Linked DNA regions of Mus musculus: all the other regions are linked to region 1. A link is a contact called in public HiCAR-type, HiChIP or PLAC-seq and promoter capture Hi-C data. All regions are on one chromosome and are shown on one strand. Each heading gives the region's core, a stretch centred on a gene start, on an enhancer-like site or on the middle of the called end of the contact. The rest is flanking DNA. Distances are from core to core; before and after follow the strand shown. Region 1 holds the start of Siah1a (siah E3 ubiquitin protein ligase 1A). Region 2 holds the start of Snx20 (sorting nexin 20). Region 3 holds the start of Trir (telomerase RNA component interacting RNase). Region 4 holds the start of Tent4b (terminal nucleotidyltransferase 4B). Region 5 holds the start of Vps35 (VPS35 retromer complex component).

What was found. HiCAR-type assays count read pairs that join an accessible place to other places. HiChIP or PLAC-seq counts read pairs in DNA pulled down with a chosen protein or histone mark. Capture Hi-C pulls out chosen DNA fragments and counts their contacts.
Region 2: a contact with region 1 is called in an H3K27ac HiChIP or PLAC-seq map of bone marrow-derived dendritic cells, with 4 times the contacts expected there. The contact joins the promoter of Snx20 here to the promoter of Siah1a in region 1. A contact is called at or near these places in 1 of 39 promoter capture datasets (liver) and 1 of 115 datasets of contacts at active chromatin or transcription factors (bone marrow-derived dendritic cells).
Region 3: a HiCAR-type map of astrocytes shows a contact between it and region 1, with 2.6 times the contacts expected there. The contact joins the promoter of Trir here to the promoter of Siah1a in region 1. A contact is called at or near these places in 5 of 39 promoter capture datasets (3T3-L1-derived adipocytes, the C10 cell line, hippocampal neurons and 2 more) and 1 of 115 datasets of contacts at active chromatin or transcription factors (astrocytes).
Region 4: a promoter capture Hi-C map of liver shows a contact between it and region 1, with 5 times the contacts expected there. The contact joins the promoter of Tent4b here to the promoter of Siah1a in region 1. A contact is called at or near these places in 2 of 39 promoter capture datasets (the C10 cell line and embryonic stem cells), 2 of 484 Hi-C or Micro-C datasets (the G1E-ER4 cell line and embryonic stem cells), 2 of 115 datasets of contacts at active chromatin or transcription factors (astrocytes and pancreatic cancer cells) and 1 of 9 other capture datasets (liver).
Region 5: a contact with region 1 is called in a HiCAR-type map of astrocytes, with 4 times the contacts expected there. The contact joins the promoter of Vps35 here to the promoter of Siah1a in region 1. A contact is called at or near these places in 4 of 39 promoter capture datasets (embryonic stem cells, hippocampal neurons, pre-B cells and 1 more), 2 of 115 datasets of contacts at active chromatin or transcription factors (astrocytes and large pre-B cells) and 2 of 9 other capture datasets (adipose tissue and embryonic stem cells).

The regions. Positions count from the first base shown.
Region 1 is chr8:86,744,752-86,747,259 of GRCm38.p6, forward strand. It overlaps Siah1a (siah E3 ubiquitin protein ligase 1A), which reads right to left and starts at 1,255. Exons shown (of 2, transcript NM_009172.2): 1 at 1,066-1,255. Gm10638 (predicted gene 10638) reads left to right here and starts at 948. Exons shown (of 1, transcript NR_027829.1): 1 at 948-2,309.
Region 2 is chr8:88,634,875-88,637,382 of GRCm38.p6, forward strand. Snx20 (sorting nexin 20) reads right to left here and starts at 1,254. Exons shown (of 4, transcript NM_027840.3): 1 at 1,112-1,254.
Region 3 is chr8:85,025,580-85,028,087 of GRCm38.p6, forward strand. It overlaps Trir (telomerase RNA component interacting RNase), which reads left to right and starts at 1,254. Exons shown (of 3, transcript NM_026760.3): 1 at 1,254-1,655. The coding sequence starts at 1,320.
Region 4 is chr8:88,198,630-88,201,137 of GRCm38.p6, forward strand. It overlaps Tent4b (terminal nucleotidyltransferase 4B), which reads left to right and starts at 1,253. Exons shown (of 12, transcript NM_001372333.1): 1 at 1,253-1,873. The coding sequence starts at 1,275.
Region 5 is chr8:85,298,264-85,300,771 of GRCm38.p6, forward strand. Vps35 (VPS35 retromer complex component) reads right to left here and starts at 1,254. Exons shown (of 17, transcript NM_022997.5): 1 at 1,192-1,254. The coding sequence starts at 1,194. Orc6 (origin recognition complex, subunit 6) reads left to right here and starts at 1,369. Exons shown (of 7, transcript NM_019716.2): 1 at 1,369-1,729. The coding sequence starts at 1,665.

The sequences.
Region 1 (2,508 bases), core at 5-2,504:
CCCTTTCATTTCTTAAAACAGTAAAACCCAAATACTAACCCGGTTTTATATAACCCGATTTCAAACATTTTGGGCTATGTACTTCCAACGCATCCATGCCAAAATAACTTAAGCGAATTTTATGAGGCAAGGACCTTTAGCAGTAATCATTTACTGTAATAGCTTAGCACTTACTAAGAGCTCTCTGCACATCAACTATTTCCCATCTCATCGGTTCTCAATAGGCTTGAGACAAATACTCTCCATCAGACCCATTTTGCAGATTAGCAAAATGAAGCACCAAAATCGTGCCCAAGGTCACAAACCCGTGGGGCAGGATTGGAATCAAAGCAGGAGGGCAGAGTTCGGAGCCCATGCTCCAAGCGCTTTTACAAGTTAACATTTCACCCTGGACAATAGCCTAGCAAGAAATGGTAAATGCTCAACGCTAGAAAGAGCAGTAAGATCCCTGTCCTACATCCACGTTCAGGGCTTCCATGACTTTGACAAATCAGCTACATGGCCTCATTTACCGAATGCACAAATGTAACTCTTATGCCAGGGCAAACAAATTCTGTATCTTTCCAGGAACAGACGGTCCGCAGCGGCCCAGGGCGTACACACTAAGTTGCATCTGGGAGCTTGGAGGGACCCCGAACTATCCCGCAAAGGAAGCTGGGCGGAGCAAGGCTTAGGCTTAAAGGCTGGAGCTGCCCAGGCGGGCGTCCGCGCGCTCGCTCGTGGCGACATAAACAAGGGAGGAGGCTGCGTTCTTCCCCGCACAATAAAGGCGCGGGTCCGGGGGAGGCCGCCCTCCCGGAGCCGCCGAGGCAAGGCCCGACCGCGGCCCGCGAAGCGCGCGGCTGACCTCCGCCATGTTGGCCGTACACCGGGCCACACAACAAAGACTGAGCGAGGGCGCGGGCCGTAGTCTCGGCGCGCCCGCCCGCCCTCCGCCTCCCGGAGCCGCCGCTGTCGGCTGGGCCCGCCCGGAGAGGCCGAGACAAAGGCGCCGCGGCTCCGCGAGGGGACCCGCCGGCCCTCCCCGGGCCGCGGCCAGCTCCTCCCTCCAGGCCGCCCGCTTACCTGTGGGCGGAGAGCGCGCCGCGGACCCCGGCCCCGTCTAACGCGCCCGGTCGCCAGCTGCCGCCGCCGCCACCGCCACCGCCACCGTCACCGCCGCCACCGCGGGCCGCGCCTCCACCTCTCCCGGCACCGAGACCGACGGGACACCCTGGGCCGCCGCCCTCGAGAGCGCGCCCGCCCGGCAGCCCGGCTTCCCTGCCGCCGCCGCCGCCGCCCCGCGCGCTCTCGAGCTCGCCGCGCGCGCCCGCTAAGTACCACACACTGCGGCGGCCGCCATGAGCGGGAGCGCGCACCGAACCCGGCTGGGCGGGGCTTCCCACGGCCACGCACGCGCAGAAGCGGCTGGCGGCTGCTGCCCGCACTCGGTGGCGGTTGGCGTCGAGACGCTTCGGTTACCGGAGCAGCGTCCCGAGCATCCCCACGAGGCGGCTGCGCTGTCTCGGGCCGTTACTGTGGGATTGACTGGGTTCGCGCCGTCCTCTCTCCGGGTCCGCGGTCTGTAGCGGCCTCCACGACCCCACTCCTGGAGGAGAAGAGGGCCGCGCCTCCCGGTAGGCTCGTTGAAAGCTGGCCAGTAAGAAGCACGCCTTTAAGTCCACTTTCCCACTCATCTGGGAAGCTGATGTTGGGGACTGTCCACCCTGCTGCTTTAGGTTAAAAAACGGAGCCGTGCACTAGGCAAGCAGAAGCAGGATCTTCACAAGTTTGGGGCCAGTCTGGTTTATACAGAGTTTTCTGGGACTTCCCGGGGAGACCTTTTATCCAAAATAAATGAAGACCTCATCTCAAGGGTTACGGGTGCTTTCGTGAGGAGTGGTTGCCTGGGCTGAGACTCAGTCCCCAGTTGCGAGTGAAGGGGTAGAAACCTTTAGATTTGATTCTGGGGTGTGGGATTGTGTGGAGGTCAGAGGACGAGTTGCGAGTGCTGGGGGTGGAGCGCAAGTGGCCAGCCTTGGTGGCAGGGCCTCTGCTGAGCCATCTCGCAGAGTCCCCGTTAGTCTTTCCATGGATGCCTCTGTCTGACTAGGTTAACCGAATGTAAGGCGTTTACAAATCCTGAGCAGATTTTCAGGGAAGAACTGTAGAAATGCAATGCTGTGAGAAAAGTACTTTTTCTATGGGGTTTCAAGAAAGGAAGAAAAGTCTCCTCTCAGCCTTCCATCAGCACAAACTCCGCCCTCTTCCAGAACTCAAATTTGTTCTCAATGAATGTTCAGCTTTCCTCAATGTATTTGTAATCTGTGCTTGTGTTGATATTTCTATTCTCGATCTAGTATCTCACTGTAGCCCTTCCTCTGAGACCATTAGCACAACCAAACAGTTGAGAATGTAAATTAATTAAGTTAAAAGCACCATATACTACAAATCTGTTGGTCCCCAAAGCTCAACAGCCAGATAAGGAGCTTGCATTATGTAGGTTCATGAAGATTGTCGATATTAGTG
Region 2 (2,508 bases), core at 4-2,503, 1.9 Mb after region 1:
TTTGAGACAGAGTTTCTCTGTATAGCCCTGGCTGTCCTGGAACTCACTCTGTAGACCAGGCTGGCCTCGAACTCAGAAATCTGCCTGCCTCTGCCTCCCAAGTGCTGGGATCAAAGGCCTGCGCCACTACGCCCAGCTGCTAAGCTCCTTGGGGACAGAGGGTTCTGAGGGCTGCCTTATCACTCCACACCCTCAGTGGGAAAGATTTCTAGCCATCAGAACAAAGCACTGCAGATGTTGGGACTGGACTTGGCCCAGAGGACAGAGCAGAGTCGCAGGCTCCCACCCCTCCACCCCTTACTATCTTCTGTGCATGACAATCTTCATTTTCCGGGAGCCTTGGCTCTTGTTCCCCACTTCAAGGGGCCCTGCCCTCTTCAGTCCTCCTCCTTCATACACAGGGCCACTTGTAGAGCCGAGGCCACCTTTCTCGGGGGCAGGGGGAAGGTTGTGGGGGGTGGCTAATGAAAATCTGGTAGAATATAGTAAAAGCCCTTGCCCATAAGACAGAAGAACTGAGAGGCACCCATTCAAAGAGGAGGAGGAAGGAAGGAAAGGAAGGACAGGGAGCGGCAGCCCTGGCTGCGGGAGTTTGAGTTTAAGTCTCCTTTCTTTGTAGGGCAGCCTCCTCAGGTCTCCATTGAAGGGCCAGCCAAGGCTCCACCTGCCCTGAGCACCATGGGACCCCTGGGTGCTTCTCTGTGGAGCTTGCCGCTGGAAGCGCTCTCAGTTGGGTGTGCACATCAGAATCCCCACTGGGACTGGGGAGAGGAAGTGTTAGGAGCTCTAAGGCAAGCAGGCTGCCTACCCCACAACACCCAGACAGAGCTGGGGTGGGCTCCGGATTCTTACTCGGCTACAGGGTCCACCCTTTGAGAAATACAAGCCTGGACTTGTTCCCAGGAACAGGACCAGTGCCTGGCATTGCAAAAGGAGTCAGGCTTAGAGGTTGGAGGTGGGTTTGGCCCCAGTTTCTAAGGACAGCCCATACTCTCACCACCCTTGGTCCCTCCTAACCAGTACCCAGGGAGTTCCTAGAGGGCCTCTCAAGGACATCACTGGGTCTCAGGGCGCAGAAGCCAGCTACGCTTGGGGTCAAACACTGACTGACCTGGGATCTTCAGGCTTTGTGGGTTCGGGGTCCAGGAGAGTCACATGCCCCAGTCCGATCTCTTTTTGCAAGGTCCAACTAGATGGCTGAATGTCTGCCGCAATCCTGAGTTCTCCTTTTGAAAACAGGAAATGGGCTGAGTGATCTCCTTCAGGGGCCCCAGCTTATTGGTTGCTGAAAGATGTACATTGAACCTCCTAGACAAATATCTGCAGTACATCATACAGGCCACGTGGGTCAAGGCCACCAACAGGAGGACAGTTTAACTTCACAGCAGCTTTAAGCAGCTTGATACGTATTAGACACCCGAACGATAGCTGGCATTTGGAGAATTCATTTCAAAGTCCTTTGTTTTAGTCCTTTTCTGTGGCAATGACAGAAGACGATAAACTGAAGGAAAAAAAATCACACACACGAAAGTTTATTTAGTTTATAGCTCTGGATCCGGAACATGCAAGAGCACACTGGTAGTGTCTGTGAGGGCTGTCCTGCCGCATGTGACATGCCATGGTAGGAGGTGGACAGACAAGAGAAAGCTTACCTTATGCACCCCAGTTTCACAGTTACAGCATAAATCCCTTTATGAAGACTGTCCTTATGACAGTCAACTCTCAGAAGACCCTACCTCCCAAACCCATTATGTTAGGGATCTCAGTCTAACATGAGGATTTGGGGATACATTCTTTTAATAGTTATTATCCTAGCTATGAGCTAGGCATAATGGGGCCCTTCGTGTTCTGTTGACAAGCTGGAGAACTGAGGTTTGGTGCATGGAGCTGGTGGGATGCGGAGCCAGTGCCTGACACAGAAAGGTCATGGGATAGGCTAGGGTACGGCCCAGGTGGACATCTTGCACTCCCCTGGCTGTGAATGAGCCAGGCTGTACCTTCTCTACCCTTGGCATGGCTAATACTTCTTGAAGCCATTCTACAGTGTGGGCAGGGGTGTCACCTCATAGCTTACAACACTGGGTCCCACAAAGGATAATTATGGTAGACATTTTACAGGCTTATTTCCCACCCATCTCTTCTCCGTTGGAGTCCATTGCCTTCTTTGTCTTTTATCGAATTGCGTTAATGGCTGAAGATAGGCCGAGAGGGTTCCTTTGGGTACATGTGCTTCTTAATCTCTTTTTCCTCCCGAGGCTCACATTTGCACTGAAAGGATCTTGTGATGAATAGATGCTGTCTACCATGCTCAACTAAATCAATCTTGCTTTTCACTGTCACAGAGGTTTCGCCCTCATTTGCATCTGCTTCAACCCCACAGGCCCTCAGGAAGCTTATGATGAGTCAAGGTGTACAGAACACTTAATGGTGTCATGCTGAGCGTGTGAGGCTGGCAACTGAGGGCATACTAAAATCCTCATCGTTTGCCTTTCTGCTCAGGACTCTGTA
Region 3 (2,508 bases), core at 4-2,503, 1.7 Mb before region 1:
ACTAGTCACGCTCAAGTCCCTGCAGGCGTCAACCTCTCCTTAGCAACCAGGCAAACATCCTGGCCAAGCTTTTTGCGTGAAGTTAGAGCAGAGGTAGCTCTTGATTCCATAGGCTCAGTTTCCTGATTATCATTTCCCCCTTACTTTCTGTGTTGGACCTCAACATCTCTTCCGGTCCTCCAGTTACCCAGTTGGTTGTGAGCCACATGGTTTCTGTCGCAAACCAATTACGAACGAACTGGTTATTTGGCTGAGGGTCGATTAAAAGACTCCATTTGCTGCAGAGTATGCAGACTTTCCCCCTGTGTTCCCGGAACTCCCATGTTGGGCAGGAATGATTCCTGCAACAAGTCGTCCTTGTAGAAAGAACTTTAATTTCTGAAACTCTTATTGCGCTTGGCACTCTGCTTTCTCTCTGGGTGTGCTCCAAGTTCAGCAAATGCAATTTTAATCGAGTCCCTGTCCTTGGGAAAGAATACAAGGGTCCTTAGTCCCTTCATGCAGTACGCAGCTCAAAACATTAAGTCTTAGGTTCTCAGCCTGGAAATACGTTCGGCTTCATTTTAGTGCTCCAGCCTCTTTAAATACTAATCTCAGGCAGTGTCTAGCTGCACGCAGCCAGCGGTTTTCTTTCTTTCTTTCTTTCTTTTTGGTTTTTCGAGACAGGGTTTCTTTGTGTAGCCCTGGCTGTCCTGGAACTCACTTTGTAGACCAGGCTGGCCTCGAACTCAGAAATCCGCCTGCCTCTGCCTCCTGAGTGCTGGGATTAAAGGCGTGCGCCACCACGCCCCGCTGCCAGCGGTATTTTTATTTCAAGCTAAGAGATTAACTTCAGAGACAGATGTCAAACCTGGAGATGCTTCCATTCTAATAGGAGGTATCAAGTTAGATATGCTTTGTAGACCTAGTTAGGGGCCACACAAGTTCCCAAGGGACAATTGAAAACACAGGCTCCAAACAAGATCCGTTCAGTTACAGAGTTCTGGTGGCTGCCTGGGATTGTTCTCTTAGCCCTTACAGGGGGCCTGGGTCCCAAACGATGGTCCCATTCTCGGGGAGCTTCTGGCTGCTTAGCTAACTCGTATCTAGCAGGATTAGGGAACCGAGGACCAGAAGGAAAGGGACCGGCTTCTGGGCTCCATCGCCTGGTGGCCAGGTCAGAACCCTTTGGCCCCACCTAAGCTCCGCCCACTCTGCGTTGGCTTCTGGGTTCCGACCTCTCTTCCCAGCATGCATTGCTCCAGACGAAGCCAGTCCCGCGCCAAGCGCGCGGTCTGAGAGCCTTTCCCGACGTCCTTTGCACGGCATCTGGCCACAAAATGGCTGCCCGAGGGAGACGGGCGGAGCCTCCGGGTCGGGAGGCGCCCGGCCCGGCGGGCAGCGGCAGGAGCCGATGGGCTGAGTCGGGACCGGGAACGTCACCCGAGAGTGGGGACGACGAGGTGTCGGGCTCGAGTCCGGTGTCCAGCGGTGTGAACTTGTTTGCCAACGATGGCAGCTTCCTGGAGCTGTTCAAGCGGAAGATGGAGGAGGAGCAGCGGCAGCGGCAGGAGGAGCCACCCCCGGGCCCGCAGCGACCCGATCCACCGGCCTCCGCCGCGGCGGGCCCAGGGAATCCGAAGAGGAAGGGCGGCCCAGGCCCCACGCTCAGCTTCGTAAGGAGCCGCGGGGGTGGGGGCGGGCGCCGGGGCCCGCGTTGGCTGGGGGAGTCGGGCCCGGGAAGGGGCGTCATGGTCCAAGGCAGTCCTCCGCCCGGCTGCCTGGACGGTCCCGGTCGCTTGCTGAGAATCTCGAGCCTGGATTCCGGACCAGAGGTGTTTCTGGGCGGGAATGGGAATCCTTAGATCTCATTCGTGGGACCTGAGAACCGGGAAATTGCATTGGAAGCAGCGCTCTGGGGTTAGGGGGCCCTAGATGCTAGGATTCCCGTTTGATTTGTACCCAGACTTTGAATAGTGAGGCCCACATATAATGTGGGGGAAAAAGAGGAGACACATTTAAATCCCGAGTCTGCTGTAATCGTTAGACTCGACTCGGACCACGGACCGTAGCCGGGCGTGGTGGTACACGCCTTGTATTACAAGCACTCCGGATGCAAGAAGAGGAGAATTCGAAAAAGTGAGACCTTGTCCCAACTAAACAAAACCAACCAACCAATAACAAAAAGCAAATCACCGACTTTGTGGCCTTAGCAAGATCAATCGATTCCTTTCTTTATTATTTAACTAATGTCCATTTATTTAGCACCTTATCTTGTGCTGAGTATTTATTGGTGGTGTCTTTGACAGAAAAGAACGTTGTTTGTTTGGAGTGTGGGTGGCCTATCCTGATTTTCTGTAGTTCTAATAATTGAGATTTTGATGTATTTCATGAAGTGGTCCTAGGAAAGTCAGAACAGACTCTTAAAGAACAAGACCAGTGGTTCTCTACTGGGAGCAAGTCTCTTCATCCTCATGTATTTGGTAAAGTCTGTAGACATTTTGGTTGTCAAACTCTTAAGAGGAGATG
Region 4 (2,508 bases), core at 3-2,502, 1.5 Mb after region 1:
AATAAGTAAATAAACAAAACCAATCACCACCACCCCAAACTTTCCAGGATATTGAACTGGGCACAGAGCCAAAACTCAAGTGTCAGTCAGGGACTCGGTTCTGGAATTTGCAGCGAGCTTGAAGCATGCGCACAGTAAGTGTTCTAGTCTTCTGGATAATGTTAATTACTGACAACCACCCCCTGCCCCCTTTTTGGTTATTTTTCGCGCCAGAAGAAAGCTACACAAATGGGCATTCTATGAAAAACGATCATTAACCGCAACGGTAGTGTGATTTTAGGTTTAAAAGGCTTCGAGTATTCTTAGTTATGAAAGTTGAGGGGCTTTGAGCTCGTAAGTGCACCTTGGAACAGCCGCGCTGTGTGGCCCTCCAGCCGGGCAGCGGTGCCAGCACTCGCGACCCAGAGGCCGCTGAGACCGCTCCGGAACCGAGATGCGCGTGCAGCCGCGTGCTAACCCGGCCCTTGAGCGGAAGCCCGCCCTTCTCGTGCTCGCGCGGCGCGCGGCCAGGAGCCCCGGGGCCGCGCCGGGACCGAGGGGCGGAGCCGGCGGTCCGGAGCGGGGTGGGCGGCGCAAACCAGTCACTTTCCGCGGAGTCGGCAGCCGCCTCGTGTGCCTCGGCGGCGCTTGAGCGGCAACAGAGTCCTGCGGCGGCGCGCGCGTCCGAGGTGCCCGGAGGCCCAGGTACGTGCGACCCCAGCTAAGCTAGCGCGGGACGGTTGACCAGGCGGTTGCGGCCCCGCTGCCTGCAGCCTGCCGCGGCCTCTGTGACGCGCGGTGCGGCCTCGGGGAACCCGCGGACGGCTGGCAGCAGGGACGGGGCGGGGCGAGCGCGGCGGCGGGGCAGGCGGAGCGGAGCGAGGGGCGGAGCCGGCGGAGGCCCCGCCCCGGGGCCGAGCAGCACGGACGCTACGGAGCAGGCGCGTCCCGCTGCCGCCGCCGCTGCCGCCGCCGCCGCCGCTGCTGCTGCCGCCGCCGCCACCACCGCCGCCGCCGCTCGCCCTTCTCGGGATCCGCCGCCGCCATTTGCACGGGAACCCCGGTGACAGGGGCTCGGCGGAGGGGCGGAGGGAGGGGGGAGGGCCTGCGAGCCCCGAGGGCGGGAGCGACGCCGCCGGCGCCGGCCAGGCTCCCTGCGCTACCGCGCCGCCCGTGGCGGAACCCGGGTGGCAGCGGCGGCGGCGGCCGAGGGCGGGCGTGCGCCTGAGGCAGCGGCGGCGGCGGCGGCCCTGCGGGCGGCCGGGAGGGGCGGGGGCAGCGGCCGCCGCCGTTTGATGGATCCGAGGATCGCCTGGTTCCAGCCAGAGCAGCTCGGACCGTCCAATAGTCTGTGGATGCAGATCTGGGAGACGACCCAGGGGCTGAGGAACCTCTACTTCAACCACCACTGTCACAGCAGCGGCGCGAGCAGCGCGAGCGGCGGGAGCGGCAGCGGCCCCGGCAGCCCCGGCGGCACGGCCCCGGCCCCGGCCGGCATGTTCCGCTCGGGGGAGCGCCCACTGGGCGGCCTCGCCGTGCCCGCGGAGCAGCGGGACTTCCTGCCCCTGGAGACGACCAACAACAACAACAATCACCACCAGCCGGCGGCCTGGGCACGGCGGGCATCGGCGGGCCCCTCGGCGTCGCCGGTCCCATCGGCTCCCTCGTCCCCGCGACCGGCGGCCGCACTCCCCGCCTCCGAGTCTACCGACCCGGCCTCGGGCAGCAGCAACAAGAGGAAACGTGACAACAAGGCCAGCACCTACGGACTCAACTACAGCCTGCTGCAGCCCAGCGGAGGGCGCGCGGCCGGAGGCGGACGGGCGGACGGCGGCGGGGGCGTGTACAGCGGGACCCCGTGGAAGCGACGGAACTACAACCAGGGAGTCGTGGGGTGAGTGCTGGCGTCGTGGCCTGCGTCTTGGAGGGTCGGCACACCCGCACAGCGGGGAACACGCCCACAGGCGGGAGGGGGGGATGATGGGTGGGGGATGGGGAGCCCCAGTGGGGCCTCCAGAGCATCGGTGGCCATTCATTCCTTCATAGCTTGACCAGTCTCGGTGGACCTTTCTTTGGAATTCCTTTGGAAAAAGTGGAGCTATCCTCTCCTTTTCGTAGTCATCTCTACCTTCCTCCTCTCCTAACTGTCCACACCTTCCCGATGCATTCTTGCTTGTCCTTCTCCTGGATCTTTCTATGCTCTAGAATTCAGCCTGCCCTCTGATCCCTTTCTGTCCTCCACACCTTGCTCCCCACCACCACACCCCAAGATGAAGCCCCTTAGCATCGGGCTAGTTAACTTCCTGAGAACGTTTCTGCCTTAGCGTCTTTAGATGTTAGGACCAGGAGGTGCTCTTCTTGCCAAGAATAGAAACATCCAGAATGCTCCTTCCCCTCCCCCAGTCCACGACGAAAATCTCCTCAGCCCTGAAAGACACTGCCTGCTCTTGATCCTTTGGCCCATCTTTTATATTTACTTAAGGAAAAAAAAAAAAAAAGCCAGTGTTTGCCATGTCTGTCGTGAGCAGA
Region 5 (2,508 bases), core at 4-2,503, 1.4 Mb before region 1:
CATGTGCCAAATCTCAATTGTACAAAGTTCCGAGGGGGGAAAACATCTTGTAAGGCAATATATTATATTAAATATACATCAAATATTTATCAAATTACGGGAACAAACGCTCAGAACTCAGCCAGCCAGAACCAAAGATGACATAAATACCAAGCTGATCGGAGTCTAGCAAGATCATCATAAAGGTCCATTCCAAAAAAAAGGAAAAAAAAAATCAACAAAAAGATTTAATGCTGGTTTTTCCTATTAACACACTTAAAGTGAAGTATGTGCAGTGGCACATAGAATTATCAATACAAAGAATGAATATTGAAATTAAAAAAAAAGGACATAAGCATAGCACATCCAAAACCACTACCTGTTCATACTACAGCAAATGCTCGTATAACGCAAGTGACAACTTGCCCTGTGGAAAACAGGATCCGAATTTTGCGGAAGTTCCTGTTTATAAGGCTAGTGCCACAAAGCATCACGACATGCTATCGTCGCGGAGAAACCTTTGAATGACTGCTTCCAGCAAGTGAGTTAGAATCCTCAGAGAGCAAATGCGAAACGGAGACCTGTCTCCTATCTGATGGTTGGGCTCAATGAAAAGAAAGCAGGAGTCCTTCGGGAAACTCACGTGAGCAGGTCCCTAGAATTCGCTGACAGGCGCTGCAAGATGAAGGGGGCTCTGCGGCCACGGAAGGCCGGGAGACCACTGCGCCCCCCCCCCAAGGATATTTCCAGCAGAGAAAAGGCAATGGGACCCCCGAGGACAGCTGAGTACAAAGCTGGAAATGCACCATCTGGGCGCGACCCAGCTACGGCGCCAGCTCAGAAGCTCGGGGGCTCCTCACTGTCCCAACTCCGCACAGACCCGGGAGTCCGACTCTCAGAGGGAAGGTGGCCGTTCCGTACAAGAGTCTGACGCAGGCCTCCACCGACACCCAGAACCTGCAGCCCGCGACACCCCTAAGGGAGGCTCCTGGTCTCGGGGTAACGACCAAATTCTGCGCCACCGCCCACCGCAGCCCACCGCAGCCTAACGCGGCCTTCCTCAGCCCGTGCCAAGCCCGCAGGCCCAGCCTGGACCGGACCGGCCTCGATCGAAATGCAGGGCCTCCTACTCCGCCAGCAAGGCTCCTGTCCGCCGAAGGAAAACGTGGACTGCGACTCGGCAACCCAGGCCCACCGCTTCCCCTCACTCACCATGGCGACTCCGGGGACCACAAGCAGCAGCGCCTACCCCGCCGGAGCCGCCCGCCGTCAGGTGACCGAGCCTTGCGAGCCCCGCCCTCTCTAGCCCCGCCCTTGGATAGAAGCGGCTTTTCGATTGGCCCACTTAAAATCTCGCGTAGTTTGGGGAGAATGGGCAGCCGGCGGTGTATAGTGGACGGGGCGGGGCGAGAATAGTACAACGCTGCGGCGAACTAGGGACAGCAGGAAGGGAAGCCTTAGTTAAGGAGATCCGCGGCCGAGGAAGGGCAGCGAGAGAACCTTCTGCGCGTCCACTTCGCCTGGGCCCGCGCCTCATCGTGTGCACATGCGTAGAAGGATGACCAGGATTGGTGTGTGGAACGGTCTCAACCTCTGGTCGCAACCAATCTGGACGCGCCGGGGGTGGGTCTTAACCCTCTGACAATCTGCGCGCGCATTGCTCTTGGCGCGCATTTCTTCCAGCGATGGAGTCGGAGCTGGTACGCCGCCTCGCCCCGCGTCTCGGCCTTGCGGAGCCGAGTGTACTGAGGTGAGTGTGGCCGTGTGTGCGGGTAGACGTCCCAGACTGCGGCCCTGGGTCCTCCCAAGGCAGCGTCGGATGAGGGACTGGCGATGAGGGAATGACCGCACACTGGTCTGGGCGAGACTCGGGCCCAACATCAAGAAAAACTGTTGTTGGCTTGTAGAAGATGGTTTGAGAGGACGTATATAGTCGTCCTTGAAGCACTCTAGCTCTGTTGGATACACTGTGGTCGGAAAAGCCGGGGAGGACCTCTTGTCATTCCTTCAGACTCGATAATCTTGATAAGCCAGCCTTGCAGGGCAGACCCTGTGCAAATCACTATAGATGGCAAGAGAAAGGTAGATTATGGTACAGAGTGAAGAGCTGAAGTGATGAGCAGGGCGTAAGAATTCCAGAAAAGGCCGGGCGTGGTGGCGCACGCCTTTAATCCCAGCACTTGGGAGGCAGAGGCAGGCGGATTTCTAAGTTCGAGGCGAGCCTGGTCTACAAAGTGAGTTCCAGGACAGCCAGAGCTATACAGAGAAACCCTGTATCGAAAAATCGAAAAAAAAAAATTCCAGAAAGGGCCCAGTGGCGTTGGGGCTGATTTATTAAATAGTGGCACGCATGGGAAAATATGGTAAGAGTGGCCCAAATAGCTTCCATTTTCCGAAGCCCTTGAGATTAGGAGGGTCATTGTAGGATCTGTCTTAGGAAATAAAGCTACAGCAGGCAAGTGTGTAGAAAGTTCGTAGGTCTATTCCCAGGGCTACTGACCGGAAATACAATGGGACCCAGAACTATTT